Linked DNA regions of Sus scrofa: region 1 is linked to region 2. A link is a contact called in public Hi-C data. All regions are on one chromosome and are shown on one strand. The core of a region is the stretch at or near the end of the contact, and the rest is flanking DNA. Distances in the headings are between cores, read along the strand shown. Region 1 has its middle 430 kb from the start of MMP16. Region 2 overlaps MMP16 (matrix metalloproteinase-16).

Region 1 (7,420 bases), core at 4,092-6,591, 430 kb after region 2:
TAGTTAATCATAAGGTCAGCTATAATTTCTACATATCATCAGTGAACAAAGCCCCAACTGGTGAAAAGATAAGAGAGTCAAGTTCATTATTGTAGAATACAGTAATTGGCAGCAATTTCTAGGAACTGAATAATCATATTGTAATTCAGTTTTTAAGACAATTAAGAACTCAGTTCCTAGAAAAACAAATTACAATGTGATTATTAGTACTAGAAATGAAGAAGCAGTTTGCTGAGGGAGGGTTAAGCTGTGTGTGCTGACTGATGCAGTTTTGCTAGGACCTTTAGTGTAAGGTAAGGAATATTAAATTATTGATTAAATGAATCTCAGCTGGAATAGCTATGTCTTGCTTGATTCCATTCAAATCACATCCTCTTAAGGATCCAAATTCAAGTGTTACTTTGAAGCGTTGATTTAACAAGCATTTTGGAAATAACAATTTGTTGTGATTCTGGATTTTCTTTTATAAATTTCTTTGATGGGATTTTCATAATCTTGAGTGTAGATATTGCCTGTAAGATAAAAGCTGGGTCAAGTAGATCGCAGTCAGTTTTGCACAGAAATTGGTGCAATATGTATTTTATCTTACAAAGATACTATACGTTTTAAAGTGATGATGTTTGGGAAGTGTTTATTTATTTTTGTTAAATTTTAGAGGCGAGAAATCAGACTTGGAATGTGTTAGAATCAGAGGAAACAATAACAATGACAAAAGTAGAAGTGCACTCTTACGGTTTTCACCATGACCATTTGATACACTATTTTCGATGTTCCTTTAAAAGGAAATTCAAAGTAACCCTTTCAAAGGTGAAAGGATCATTTCAATGAAAGGACTTGTCATGTACTTAATGTTGCCAACCTTACCAATATCAGGAAACTCACTACTGTATCAGGCTTCTAAGTGATCATGTGGGTCCTTGTGGCCTATCCTCTTCCAATTCAACCTCCACATAAGGCTATGCTCTTTCTAGGATGTAAGCATCTTTTTTTCTACTAAAAATAAGTTTTAAAAAGCAACCAGCATGCTAATTAATGTTTTTGGAATATGAGGAGAAGGCATATCTAATGTGAGTGCTATTTTTTCTTTGCATAGACCTGCCTGGTGATAATCACTGACTGAAAAACCCAAGTACAGATAAAATGAAGTGAGCACAGATTAGTAGTCTGAGGAGCCATGTTAAAAATTGATTGACACCCTGAAAACTTTGGTAAGTTTCTGTTGCCTATAGGACCACATCAAAACCCCATAGCCCATTACAAGAGGTCGTATGTGATGTGGTCCCTTTCAATCTCTGCAGCCTTATCCTTTGCCACTCTCATTGAGATATACAATATTTGAGTGATGCCAAATTACTTGGGAGTCACAAAAGAAACCAAGTAGTGTTTGAATCCCCACCTTTGCCTGGAAATATTGCATTTATCTGGTAAATTAGTATTTAGCTATCAATGTCCAGTTCAAATTCTTTAGGTTATCAGACCTACAAGTTGTAGTGTACTTTCAAAATTTTAATTTTTAAAATTTGGGTTTGGCAGAGGGTTGTTGAAGTTTTATTTTGCAAAGTGATGATGTTAATATTAAATAAAACATGGGTAAGAAACAAGCCACCAGCTACAATCATATCATTTCATTAAAGGTTTTTATAACATGAAAATGGAAGAAAGTAATTAAACTCAATAAAGCAAATAAATTAGTCTTTTGGAAATATCAGTCTATGTTTCTTATTTATTCATTTTATTCTTCTTTAGACAACATCTCGTCTACAAAGCTCTGTTTTAGAAAAATTTCCCTGGCAGAGCCAAACAGGGCAAATTGCTTTCTACTTAGGTGATTATTACAATTATTTTTCTGTACAGCAGGTATTTTTTCATGCTGTTTCAAATTTTTCTAGAATGTAAATTATCAGTGACAGAAACTAAGTTTTATTCATCTTGGTATCATCTGCACCTAGGAGAATGTCTGGCATATAATGTGAACACAATGTTGGCTAAATTAATGGAAGATTTAATAAACAAAGAAAATACATCCCAGTGCTGGAGAGCTTTAATTGTTAGAAATTTCTTATAATGAATTGAAATTCTTCCACAGTTCCCTCAGTTCTTTGGCAAAAAAATAACTATCTACTCTCAAAGAGCAAGCCTTCAGGTATTGAAACTGATACTTTCTTCTTTAGGCCACAAACCTGAATTCCTTAAAATATTCCTGGTAGGAAAATGTTTAGACACTTTCCAACTGACTGTTCCTTTTTTATCAATTCAATCAATTTATTTTTATCCTTTTCAAATTATGACGATACTGCAGAGGGATTGTGTAACCAATTCAGAAATGTCATGTTTTCAGTACGTACTTAGCCATTAACTAGTTGGAAGGTCAATCTGAGATGACTGACTAAAATTTTATGATATGAAATAAAAAACATATATGATATACATAGGTCTAACTGGAGCACTTTGCTGTATAGCAGAAATTGGGACAACATTGTAAAGAAACTGTACTTTAATTTAAAAATGGGAAAAATGTATATAGAATCTCTGCAGATGGTCTGGAATAAAGTAAGTGCTATAACAGACATATTTCATGTGTAATATTATACAACACAAAAGAAATACATGTGTCATTCACATAACTCTCCAAAGCAGTTCCATATGGGTAGAGTGGGGTTGGGAAACTATGAACTGAATGCTTTTGTCCTCTAAAAATTCATATGTTGAAACCTAACTTCCAATGTAATGGTTTTTGGAAGTGGAGCCTTTGGCAGGTTGTTAGGTCATAAGGGTAGCAGAGCCCCCATGAATGAGATTAGTCCCCTTATAAAAGAGATCCAGGAGAACTCTCTTGCTCCTTCAATCATATGAAAATACATCAATAAGATGACCATCTGTGAACTAGAAAGTGGATACTCACTGGACACCAAGGAAGTCTACTAAATTTGATTGAGATGACTAATATGATTTTGTAGTCTCATTATACTGTGGGATCACATTAAATTAGACATGTTCACAATTTGTGTGTTTTTCATTTTGTTAGTGTAAATTGCTATCTTTTTCTATAAGTCTGGGAAATAACTTTAAGCATTTTTGTAATTAGTATCTAACTATAAAAGAAAAATATGTTGATTCATAATTTAGAAAATACATGAAAATCTAAAAAGTAAAAATAAAGATCATCCAACTGACATAAATAATGATAATAATAATTATCTTTAGGATATTATGAAGATAGATTATGCATATATGATGATTGGGACAATTATCTTCCAGGTTTAATCATTTTTGTTAATATTTTGACAGCATGAATAGTACAATTAGTTTCCTATGCAGGTATATCCATTTTTTTTAACCAAAATTGACCATCATTTTTGTATTTTGGGTGGTTGGCTTTTAAAATATAATATATTATGAACTTGCTCTTTTGTAATCATATTCATTTTCTACCCTGAGGAACAAATTATCACAACCTTGTGGCTTAAAACAACATATATATGTATATATATTTGTATATATGTATGTATGTAAATACATGTATATGTATACATGTATAAACACATATGTACATACAAACATATACATGTATGTTTAAGTACATGTATATTTGTGTGTATATATATATTATATATATATATATTACATATGTATATATATTTTAGTGATCACCCAGGCTGCATATAGACATTCCCAGGCCAGTGGTTGAATACAAGCTGCAGATATGACTTTGGTCATATAAAGTAACCTAATCACAGGAGTGAAATCTGTTGGAGGCATGAATATGCAACATGACAAAGAATGGAAAGAAAAGACTGGCGCCATAGAGTGGCTGTAGAAGGTCAGTCTATACTTTACAAAGTCTTGTGACTCTCTCATGACCCTTGAGGCAAAACGAATGAGAACAGCATCAAAAACTAGCATCTTGAAAACAAGATTGCTGAAGCACTGATGTTGCTGATGGAAAACCATCAGCTCTGACATTCTCAGGACTGGAGCCTTGGGGGGTTTATGGGAGAGGCCAGAGACGGCTTGAAGCAAACAACAAATTACGGCCTGGGAGGGCTAAAACATTTATGATTACTTTATGTGCTTAGGAATGACTGTCCTAGCATATCTTGCTTCCAATAAGTTTGAAGTAAAATACCGATGTATCCCCTGCACATACAAGGAAGTTGGAAATAGTAAATAAAAACCATGAGTTGGCTCAGAGGGTTGCTATTGCCTCTTGAAGGCGGTAGCCCCCTGATCCCCACTCTATGTCTGTGTCTCTTTCTTCTTATTTCTGCAGCACTGCTGACTTTGGAACCTGGGTTGAGGAGCAGGCCTCATCAGAAATCCATGATATTCACAAGTTTAAGTAAACATTGGAAAGGAAGGGATTATTTACGGCTTATCTCTAGGAGAAGGACTAGAATACAGGAATCTTGGAGGCCATCTGAGAAATCTGCCAACAACAGTCATTAATTTCTTTCAACAATTTGCAATAGATATTAGTGTTGTTGGTCATATATTTGTGATTCACATGATGGGCACAGAGTATGATAGAATTTCCCTACCCACTTGCAGTTGATGTGATTACATGACTTCCTTTGGAACATGGATTGTGAGGGGAAGTGTCATCTGTCACTTCTGGCTGGATTTCTAAGAGCCAGGGAGATATTTAGCTACGTCTGCTTTCTTTTTGCTACACCTACCAGAGATTACTGAGATGGTGCTGCTTTGCTTTTAAACCTAAATGTGTCTAAGCACAGAGCCCCATTGCCAAATTTATGTCAAGCCCCAGGGATGGGCATGAGCAAGAAATAACCTGTGCTGTTTGAAACCATTCTTTCATGCCTGTTATACCTCAGGAAACCGCTCATCTTAGATATGTTATACTTAAAAAATAGATAAAATTTTACATATAATCTTGCTAACTCTGGTCTAGCTTTTTAACTTGTCAAAATAACTTATCTGAATCTGTCGTCACCTTAACAGTAACTTTCAATTTGGAGTTATCTGAACTTTTGATAAATAAACTTAGATGTCTCAATCCAAATAATGAACACATTTATTGACTATGACTTGATCAATGGCTGAACCCTCTAGCATATCCCTAGAGAGGCCCTCAATATGACAAAGAGCCATTAACCACCATTCTCTGACACTGTTATTCAACAGTCATATAAAAGGCATGTCTATGATTCACAAAATAATGGTTACTAAAACAAAAGATGATGTGATAAAATAAAAACACAATATTGTGTCATGTTTTAAAATTCTCTTTTAACAGTTTTCTTAAGGTGTAATTTATGTGCTGTGAAATTCACTCATTGTAAGTATCCAATTCAATGATGCTAATTTCCTTTCCCATTTTTCCCTCTAGTCTTCTTTCTGTGGACTCTCCTAGCACTTTAAAAGGCTTTCACTTGTTTTCTTCCAAAATCGTGCTTCCCAAAACTCTTGACGTGTTGCCCATTCTTGAACTTGAGGCTTTTCTAGTATTTATTATGTGATACTTGCTTCTATAATTCAACGTCAATTACCTAGGGCCAATATAATTTTGCTTTTTGATTCATATTGCATTTATTCCCTGGCATCTGAAAGTAGCAAATCAAATTAAAGTCAAGGTAATATTCATTGAAATACAAAACTATATTTATCTTTGTCCCTGTTCCTCTACTATCTATGTATCTATCTATCATCTATCCATTACATATCAGCAATATGAAATTATAATAAACATGTGAATATAAACTTAATATTGGGGTCTCCACTCACACGGATTGTGCAACTTTGTTATACACAGGGTGACCATATTTCCAAGTTTGTTCTGGGAAGTCATAACTTGCTTCTTTTGTCTCAGTGTAAATATTAACTGTGACCTCTTTCAGTCTCAAATGGTCTTGTGTGGTATGTTTTCCATTGTGAAAGAATTTATAATCCTTATTTTAGTTTTTTAATTTTTTTATTCCCAAGGAAGTTATTTTAATTATTAATCTTCTTGGATATTAAAAGTTTTAAATTACAGATCTCATTTGAACAGTTTAAAGATATTATTTTAAAAATTACATTTTGCCTTTGGAATGGATAGGCAATGGGATAGGCAATGAGATCCTGCTGTATAGCTCTGGAAACTATGTCTGGTCACTTGTGACAAGGCATGACAATGGGAGAAAAAAGAACCTATACATACATGTGCAACCGAGTCAACACACTGTACAGTAGAAAGTTGGGAGAACACTGTAAGCCAGCTATAATGAAAAAATAAAGAAAATAATAAATAAATAAATAAAGGTTAATGAAGTGATAACTGTAAAAAAAAATAAAAAAATAAAAAGTTACATTTTTTCCTCCTTCATTTGGAAATTTTTATTGCTGTAGGTAGGCGCCAGGCAGTTGTAATCTCCTTCACAAGCCTTTGGTGTATGATTTTGGTGATAATATAACAAAGAATGATAAGGCATGAGCTGTTATGTGCCTGTCTGTTTTAGTTTAAACTCAACATGTTGAAATTTGATCTTTTTAAATAATATCTAAAAATGTTGTTCTTAACATGTCAGTGCTCAATTTAAAACAAAGATCTTCCTTGTTCATTAAGACTAAGAAGGTCATTGGCAGATTTTATTTTTTACAATTGATGTATAGTTGATTTATAATATATTAGTTTCAGGTATACAGCATATATAACTTATTATATAGTGATTCAGTTATATATATATATACATAAACATATATTCATATATTTATCTTCTCTTCCATTATAGGTTATTACAAGATAGTGAGTATATTCTCTGTGTTGTACAGCAGGTCCTTGTTATCTATTGTTCATAAAAGCCGTACCAGTTTACATTCTCACCAAGAGTGTAGGAGTATTCCCTTTCCTTCACAACTTCTCCAGCATTTGTTAACATATATATATAATATACGTTAATCCCAAACTCCTAATTTTTCTCTCCCTCCCTCACTATCCCCTTTGGTAACCATAAATTTTTTTTCTATGTCTGTGAATCTGTTTCTGTTTTATAAATATGTTCATTTGTATCATTTTTTAGATTCTACATATAAGTGATACCCTGTGATATTTATCTTTGTGTGGCTTATTTCACTTAATATGTAATTTTTGGTTCATATATGTTTTGGAAAATAGTATTATTTCATTCTTTTTCATGGCTGAGTAATATTACATTTTATATGTGTCATTTGTCAGTTCATTCAACCATCAGTTAACATTAAGTTCTCTCCTATGTCTTGGTTACTGTAAATAGTGTTCCAGTTAACACTTGGGTACATGTATTTTTTCAAGTTATGGTTTTCTCTGGATATATGCCTGGGAGTAGAATTGTAGGATCATATGGTAGCTCTATTTTTGGATTTTTAAGGAACTTTCATACTGTTCTTTATAGTGGCTGTACCAGCTTACATTCTCACCAAGAGTGTAGGAGTGTTCCCTTTTCTT
Region 2 (6,822 bases), core at 1,747-4,246:
TCCCTCTGTACAATTGGGTTTTCTCTTTCAGTCTCTTCTTTCCTGTCAAGTAAGAATAGAATTGGGTTCAATAACACCTTTTTATTTTTAATCTCTAGAGTCAGGTTAAAAGTGATAGATCTAAAGTTTCTACTTTTTCTTATTCATGCTATTTCAGGTTATTACATAAGAAAACTTTAATGTACTTTTTCAGTGGTATACTTATTTTCTCCTAAGTTGAATTAGTCAATTATTTTCTGTAAATGTATTTTACTCCCTAACCTACCCTAACTACTCAAAATTTACCTGTTCAGACTATTTGGTAAATAACTAGTTGAAATTATATCTAGACAAAAATTTTTTTATAAAAGCCATTGAACATTTAAATCAATCATTTAAACTTGTTCAGTGTCAGAAGACAAAGGTTTATTTCATGATGCACCTTCCAGAGCTTTTCACCCTTTAGCACATATATTTCAAATTGAGAAAATCATTTTTCATGTTACTTTTCATTATAAGTCATTTTAAATATCTATGAATGTAGTTATATTCATCAAATCATTTTATTATGGTATAGTATAGTGATTAAGAGCACATATTCTGATTACTCATATAAAAATATAGCAAATAATGAAATAATGCCATTTGCAGCAATATGGTTGCACTTAGAGATTATTGTACTAAGTGAAATAAATCAGAGAAAGACAAATATCATATGCTGTCACTTGTATGTGGAATCTAAAAAATGATACAAATGAACTTATTTATAGAACAGAAACAGACTCACAAACATAAAAAGCAAACAGTGGTTACCAAAGAAGAAAGAGGGGGAGGGATCAATTACTATCTGTAAAATAGATAAACAAGGTCCTACTGTACAGGACAGAGAACTGTATTTAGTATCTTATAATAACCTATAATGGAAAAGAATCTGAAAGATCTGAATCACTTTTTTGTATACCAGAAACTAATACAACATTGTAAATCCACTATACTTCAATTAAAAAAAGAGCACCTATTCTAGCACTAAATTGCTTGGATTCAAACCCCAGGCCTTTTACTTGCAAGTTAATCTTTAAGTCAATAACAGACAAGATGATTAATCTCTGTGAGCCTCAGTGTATGTATCTATAAAATGGAGATACTAATGGTATTAGTCTTATATGGTAGTCCTGATGATTAAATGTATATCATATTAGATAGATAGATAGATAGATAGATAGATAGATAGGAACATTCCTTCACATGGTTAAACACTCCATACTTTTTTAGATGTCGTTATTATTAGTAAAAAAAAAATGCTGCTTCAAAGGTAATTGGCAGGATAGTATCTAATTACATAAAAGTCTATCAGGTGAGGATATACCAGCTGGTCTAGGAAGATTTCTTTTTAATACTTTTCAATTTTTTCAAAGTGTAATATATTGAAAATAAACCAAGCTAACATCAGTACATTTTCTTCCCGTGGGTTTTTCTTAGACAGTTTAGTTCAGGAATGTGATTTTCACATTTTGTCTCGTCATCTGTTACTATCATAGAATGTCAAGTTCAGCTCACACCTTCTTTTATAAGACTGAGTTTGTTGAAATCTGTTCATCTTTTCTAACATACTGGAAAAGAAACAGACCTTTAGATACAATGGACCTGTTTATTTTAATTGGCTCTAGGCCCAAGTACCTTCTATTCAAAATAGGAGTATAATTTGACATATAACTTAGGCCATCTCTATGTTACCTCCAAATCCAGAACAGAAAGGTCTTTTTTTTTTTTTTTTTAATTAATAGGAGAAGGAGGAGGATAGGCAGAAAAATATATAATATGTTTTATTCAGTGACAGGGAAGTTTAAAAAAATCTTGTTCATATAACATTGGGAATAGGAGATAGCTAGTGATAAAGTATAAGGGAGCCCTGGGAAGAGAAGGTCAAGGGGCATGGCCTTTAACTTGGTTCTTGAACTAACATATCCTTGATCTTGGACAAATCATTTCTTTAATGCCTTCATCTGCAAAAATAAGAATTGAACTAAACTGTCCCTAAGGTCATTTCCAAATTTGAAATTCTGTTGCTTCTAGCTCCGATCTTAATTTATACGGGCAAGGGGAACAATGTACATATTTGTCCTGTAAATTTTGGGGCAACTAGATCACAAATATAAAGTGTTCAGACTTTTTTCCCTGAAATACCTATCATGAAGAAATATAGAAAGTGCAGCTTAAATCTAACATTTGTTATCATCTGTAGTGACACAGGACGTTCCATTTTGGAAATGATCCTAGCCTTCTGCTGAGTACTAAAAACACTGGCAGCAAATTATATGTAATTTTAAAATCAATTTTGGCCAAGGTATCAAACTTTAAAATTTCAATGTTAAAAACATGGCTTGATGTTATTTTGAAAAATATGTATCTACAAGTGGTACCTCAATCATAAAAAGGCAAGTTGGAATAAGATCAAGACCAAAATAATTTTGGGGGGAGGGGTTTCAAAATTCCAATCTATCTATATATAAAAATTACACATATTTTATAGTGAAATGAAATGCCTGTACTGTATGTCCCTTTTGCCCACTGTGGAAAATAATTTTGGCACCTGGATCTTTGAGGGTTATTTTTGTTCTTTACAACACATTTGATTTTGAATGTGAAAAATCAGACCGTATTTCTTTTATAAAATATGCAGCTTATGCAAACAGCAAACATATTCTAGGTTAAAAGATAAACTATTGTGTAAAAATATGTGAGATACTCTTTTTTCTTTTGCCTTCTTTTCCTTGGGAAAGTTATAGATTTTGGGGTTATTCATGAAATCACGTTTGATTGCTGCTTCCTGTCATTTATCACTCTGAATGGACGTTCTCTGTCTTAGTGCCTCACCACGACCATTTGGCATTGTGCATTCTTGGGTCTGAACCAGTGGAATATCTTGATGAGTTTAACAAGTTTAGCCAAGAAAGAGTAATCCCACAATAGGCCTCTAACCTTTGATTGTGACCTGCGGGTGTAGTATATAAAAGGAGGCTAGAGGGAGCTATTGAGCTGTTTAAAGGTTCTAGTGGTAGAACTTGGTTTAAAATCAAGGCCAGTAGGTGCAATTAATTAGATGTCTTAAAATGAATCATAGCCAGTCATAACTTAAGGAAATCAATGAACACGTGGTTCAGGATTTAATATGTGAACTGGGTTTACGGATAGCCACTTGGTACCAGTGATTACATGTTTTATGACCTAGGAAGGAAACTAACACTGTTGGGGGAGTTTGGAGGGAATTTGGGCATGACAGTATGACAAAGTCTGTTATAATGCAGTATTACTTTATATTTCTCCTGTTTTTAGGTGTTGCATAGGTCATATACTATGTAACATAGTCACTGTAGGTGCTTTGGTAGTCTTATTTTAACCAAAATGAAGAACGAAATAATTGTCATTCAGATTAGAGATGCGATAGATCTAATCTGATTATGTCTTTTAGATTATGTGTAGCAAATATCCACTTTTAAAAGCTTGTCAGACTGGAGAGTTCCCATTGTGGATCAGTAGTAACAAACCCGACTAGTATCCTTGAGGATACCGGTTCGATCCCTGGCTCAACTCAGTGGGTTAAGGATCTGTCAGTGCCGTGAGCTGTGGTGTAGGTTGCAGACATGGCTTGGATCCTCTGTTGCCTTGGCTGTAGTGTAGCCCAACAGCTGCAGCTCTGATTAGACCCCTAGCCTGGCAACTTCCATATGCTGAAGGTGGAGCCCTAAAAAAAAAGAGAAAAAAAAATTAAAAATAAAAATAAAAGCTTGTCAGACTAAAGTTATTTTTTAATGTTTGCCATGGGAATTTATTGAAAAAATATTATTAAATGAAAACACATTTTTTTTTAAAAAAGATTTTTACCTATTCTTCTTTTTAAAAAATATGTAAGAAATGAGCCACTAAAGTGTGAAACAGTGCTTTAGCTTTAAATAGAAACTTTAGATATGTTTTCAGTTGAGCAGATTGTTATATAAGGGGGATTAAAAAAAAGGCAGTCACTAATGCATCGGGGGCTGCCAACATTTAATTAAGATATTATAATCTGCTCATAAGCATTATTCAGATTTTTTAAAAGTCTTTAATCTAGTCAATTAAGTGAAATAATGGATAAACAAAATAAGTCATGGCCCCACAGACAGATATTCTCAGGAGAGATTGTCCTTAGAGTGATGTATTCAAATGACCAAATAAACTACTCACTGGAATGGAATTTTATAGTATTTGTTTTAGTCATGCTCAAGTTAGGGGGGAATAAACTGCCATTTTTTTTTTAAGGAAGCTGGATACTTTTGTGAACTTATTTCCTGTCCTCAAATTGCATGCACCTGAACTGATGTCAGTGGCATGCAAGGCTGTCCCTCTGCAGGTGGCTGCTGCAGAGACAGACCCTAAGTGATCTCAGTGGAGACATTTTCCATGGGAACTTTTCACTGTTGAATTCATACTAGGTGTTAATAGTTTCTCAATGTTTATAGCATTTAGAAATTTGAATTTGTTTTAGGTTTCTAATGTCCGTACATTCATTCCCTCTTTTAAACAATTGCAAGTCAGTTTCTTCTCGTGGTCCTACTTGTTTCTCCCAGTTGGAGTCTTGAGGGACTTTATATTTTAGATATATTATAGGAGACCAGGTATGGAAATTGGATAAAATTTTACAAGAAGCCACATTTCTACTTCTCCCCTCTTTTATTGTGAATAAGGCAGAATAGATTCAAAGAACTTCCAGTATCAAATGTATACTCAGTGATTTGCATGAAATTGAGAACCAGCTTGTAAGAACTCCAGGTTACAGATAAAACTCTTTGGGACATTTGAATGTTTTAATATTACAACAACTCTATTCATAGAACTTACTTGCTCCTGTATGTGGCATGAGTGAAATTGTTTGTCCCATGACTAAAGGAAATTACTAAAACAGTCTTTGCCTATTCATAAATGGGTTTCTGGTCTTTATTGCTTGTTTGTAGCACAGATTTTATAACAGTGTTGAGACAATCCCAAGCAATCTTCTTAGGCAAGAATGAGGTATATTTCAGTTTCTTCATTTTTGCTGATTACTGGGATTATAGGAAAAATTATATGCTGTAAAGTGGAAATGCCTGGAATTAATTCTATTGAACATCTTAATTTAATGTAATAGAAACAATGTTAATTAACACAGGTTGAGCATTTGCTGTATGCCTGATAGTGTTCTAAGTGCTTCATATATTTTAACTCATTTAAACTTTATTACAATCTTGTGAGTTAGAACTACTATTTCTCTTTCACAGTTGAGGAATGTGAGGCACAGAGAGGTTGAGGAACTTGCCAAGACCTTAAAGCTCTGTATTCTCCTGAAGTAGAATAGCTCAGAATCAAAGCAGGCAGGTTGGCTGTGGAGCCCAGGATTCTAACTAAGAAAATACAGGTGAGAATTAACTCCCAGGTTTCCAGTAAGGACAGTGTAATGCAGTTTCATTGCTCACATCTTTTATATTCCAAACTGAAAAGAAATCATTGACATACATAAAGAAAGTGCTGGATCTATCCTAGTGTAGAATCTTACCTGGAGTAAAAACTGTATAGACTGTTTTGTTTTGTTTTGTTTTTTGGGTTTTTTTTTTTTTTTTTTTTTTTTTTTGCTTTTTAGGGCCATACCTATAGCATATAGAAGTTCCCAGGCTAGGGGTCGAATCAGAGCTGCAGCCTACGCCCCAGCCATAGCAATGTGGGATCTAAGCCACTTCTGCAACCTACACCACAGCTCACAGCAACCCCAAATCCTTAACCCACTGAGCAAGGCTGGGGATAGAACTCACATCCTCAGGGATAACAGTTGGGTTTGTTACTGCTGAGCCACAATGGGAACCCCCCACTGTTGTTGATTTGATTTGTTGATTCAAGATTATGTAGTGCTGCTTAAGATAATTTTACTATTGAATACCCTTTATGATTTTTTACTCAGAAAAGTAGTAACTTATGTTAAATTGCCTATAACATTAAATGTGGCATAGTCTTAAATTATATGTAATATTGAGCTAATCATAATATCACATTTCTCAACTGTTTGTCGTATTGCTATTGTCACAGTAAATGTGATTTTTGAAGATTTGGAAGATTAGGAAGATTTGATTACATCCCAAGGTGAAAAGTATAAAATACTGTAGAAAAGGTAAAGGAAAACCTATTATATCTGTGTTCAGTGCCCTGCTGGGGAAGAATGTGTACATATATGGCTGCTGACTGGCATGAGTGCTGGAGTTTGTAATTTTTGTATATTGCTTCGATTGTGTTGAAAATACGAGGAAACAGATTTATTTGATTGTTTCTGATAGATTATTGTAAAGCAGAACTTTCTCAGAGATAGATCATTTCAGAGATGGATCAGGAGCTTCTGAGCTCACTGTTTGAGAATAGGCCTGATGTCTAGGTATTGCCTTTGTTATGGAGAGAATGGAAACTTCAACTTGATGGTGACCGAAGGGTGTAAAAAATCTTTAGTCCTCAAGTTTATTGCTGGATATAGCTTTCAAGGCTCACTTAGTTCACTTATTAGCCTTTTAAGGAAAGACTGTTACTAAACCAATTTAAAAAGGTGAAAATCTAACTGATTTTATAAAACATTCCTAGTGTTAACTATCCATTCAACTCTCTTTTACTTTCTATACGGGCAGTGTATTCTAATGGCTGTGTGCAGGAGCTTGGAAAGACTTGCTTAAAAATCTTAGCTTTAGCACTAAAGCTCAGTGAATTTGAGTGAGCTAAGTTATTGACTGTGTGCCCCAGTTTCCTCCTGTGCAAAATAGAGATAATACTACTCAACTCAAGGGTTGTTCTAAGATT

What was found. A called contact is a pair of places that touch in the nucleus more often than the background predicts.
Region 1: a contact with region 2 is called in a Hi-C map of fetal heart ventricle, with 3 times the contacts expected there. The contact joins two enhancer-like sites. A contact is called at or near these places in 4 of 47 Hi-C or Micro-C datasets (embryonic fibroblasts, fetal heart ventricle, fibroblasts and 1 more).

What each region holds. Positions count from the first base shown.
Region 1 is chr4:48,985,515-48,992,934 of Sscrofa11.1, forward strand. No RefSeq gene overlaps it. Among named protein-coding and RNA genes, the nearest start is that of MMP16, 430 kb to the left of the region's middle. Within about 2 kb of position 5,342, at least 1 of the 83 cell types and tissues checked has an H3K27ac peak or open chromatin away from gene starts, as enhancers often do.
Region 2 is chr4:48,561,850-48,568,671 of Sscrofa11.1, forward strand. The region is part of intron 1 of MMP16 (matrix metalloproteinase-16); the gene reads left to right. Among named protein-coding and RNA genes, the nearest start is that of MMP16, 8.4 kb to the left of the region's middle. Within about 2 kb of position 2,997, at least 5 of the 83 cell types and tissues checked have an H3K27ac peak or open chromatin away from gene starts, as enhancers often do.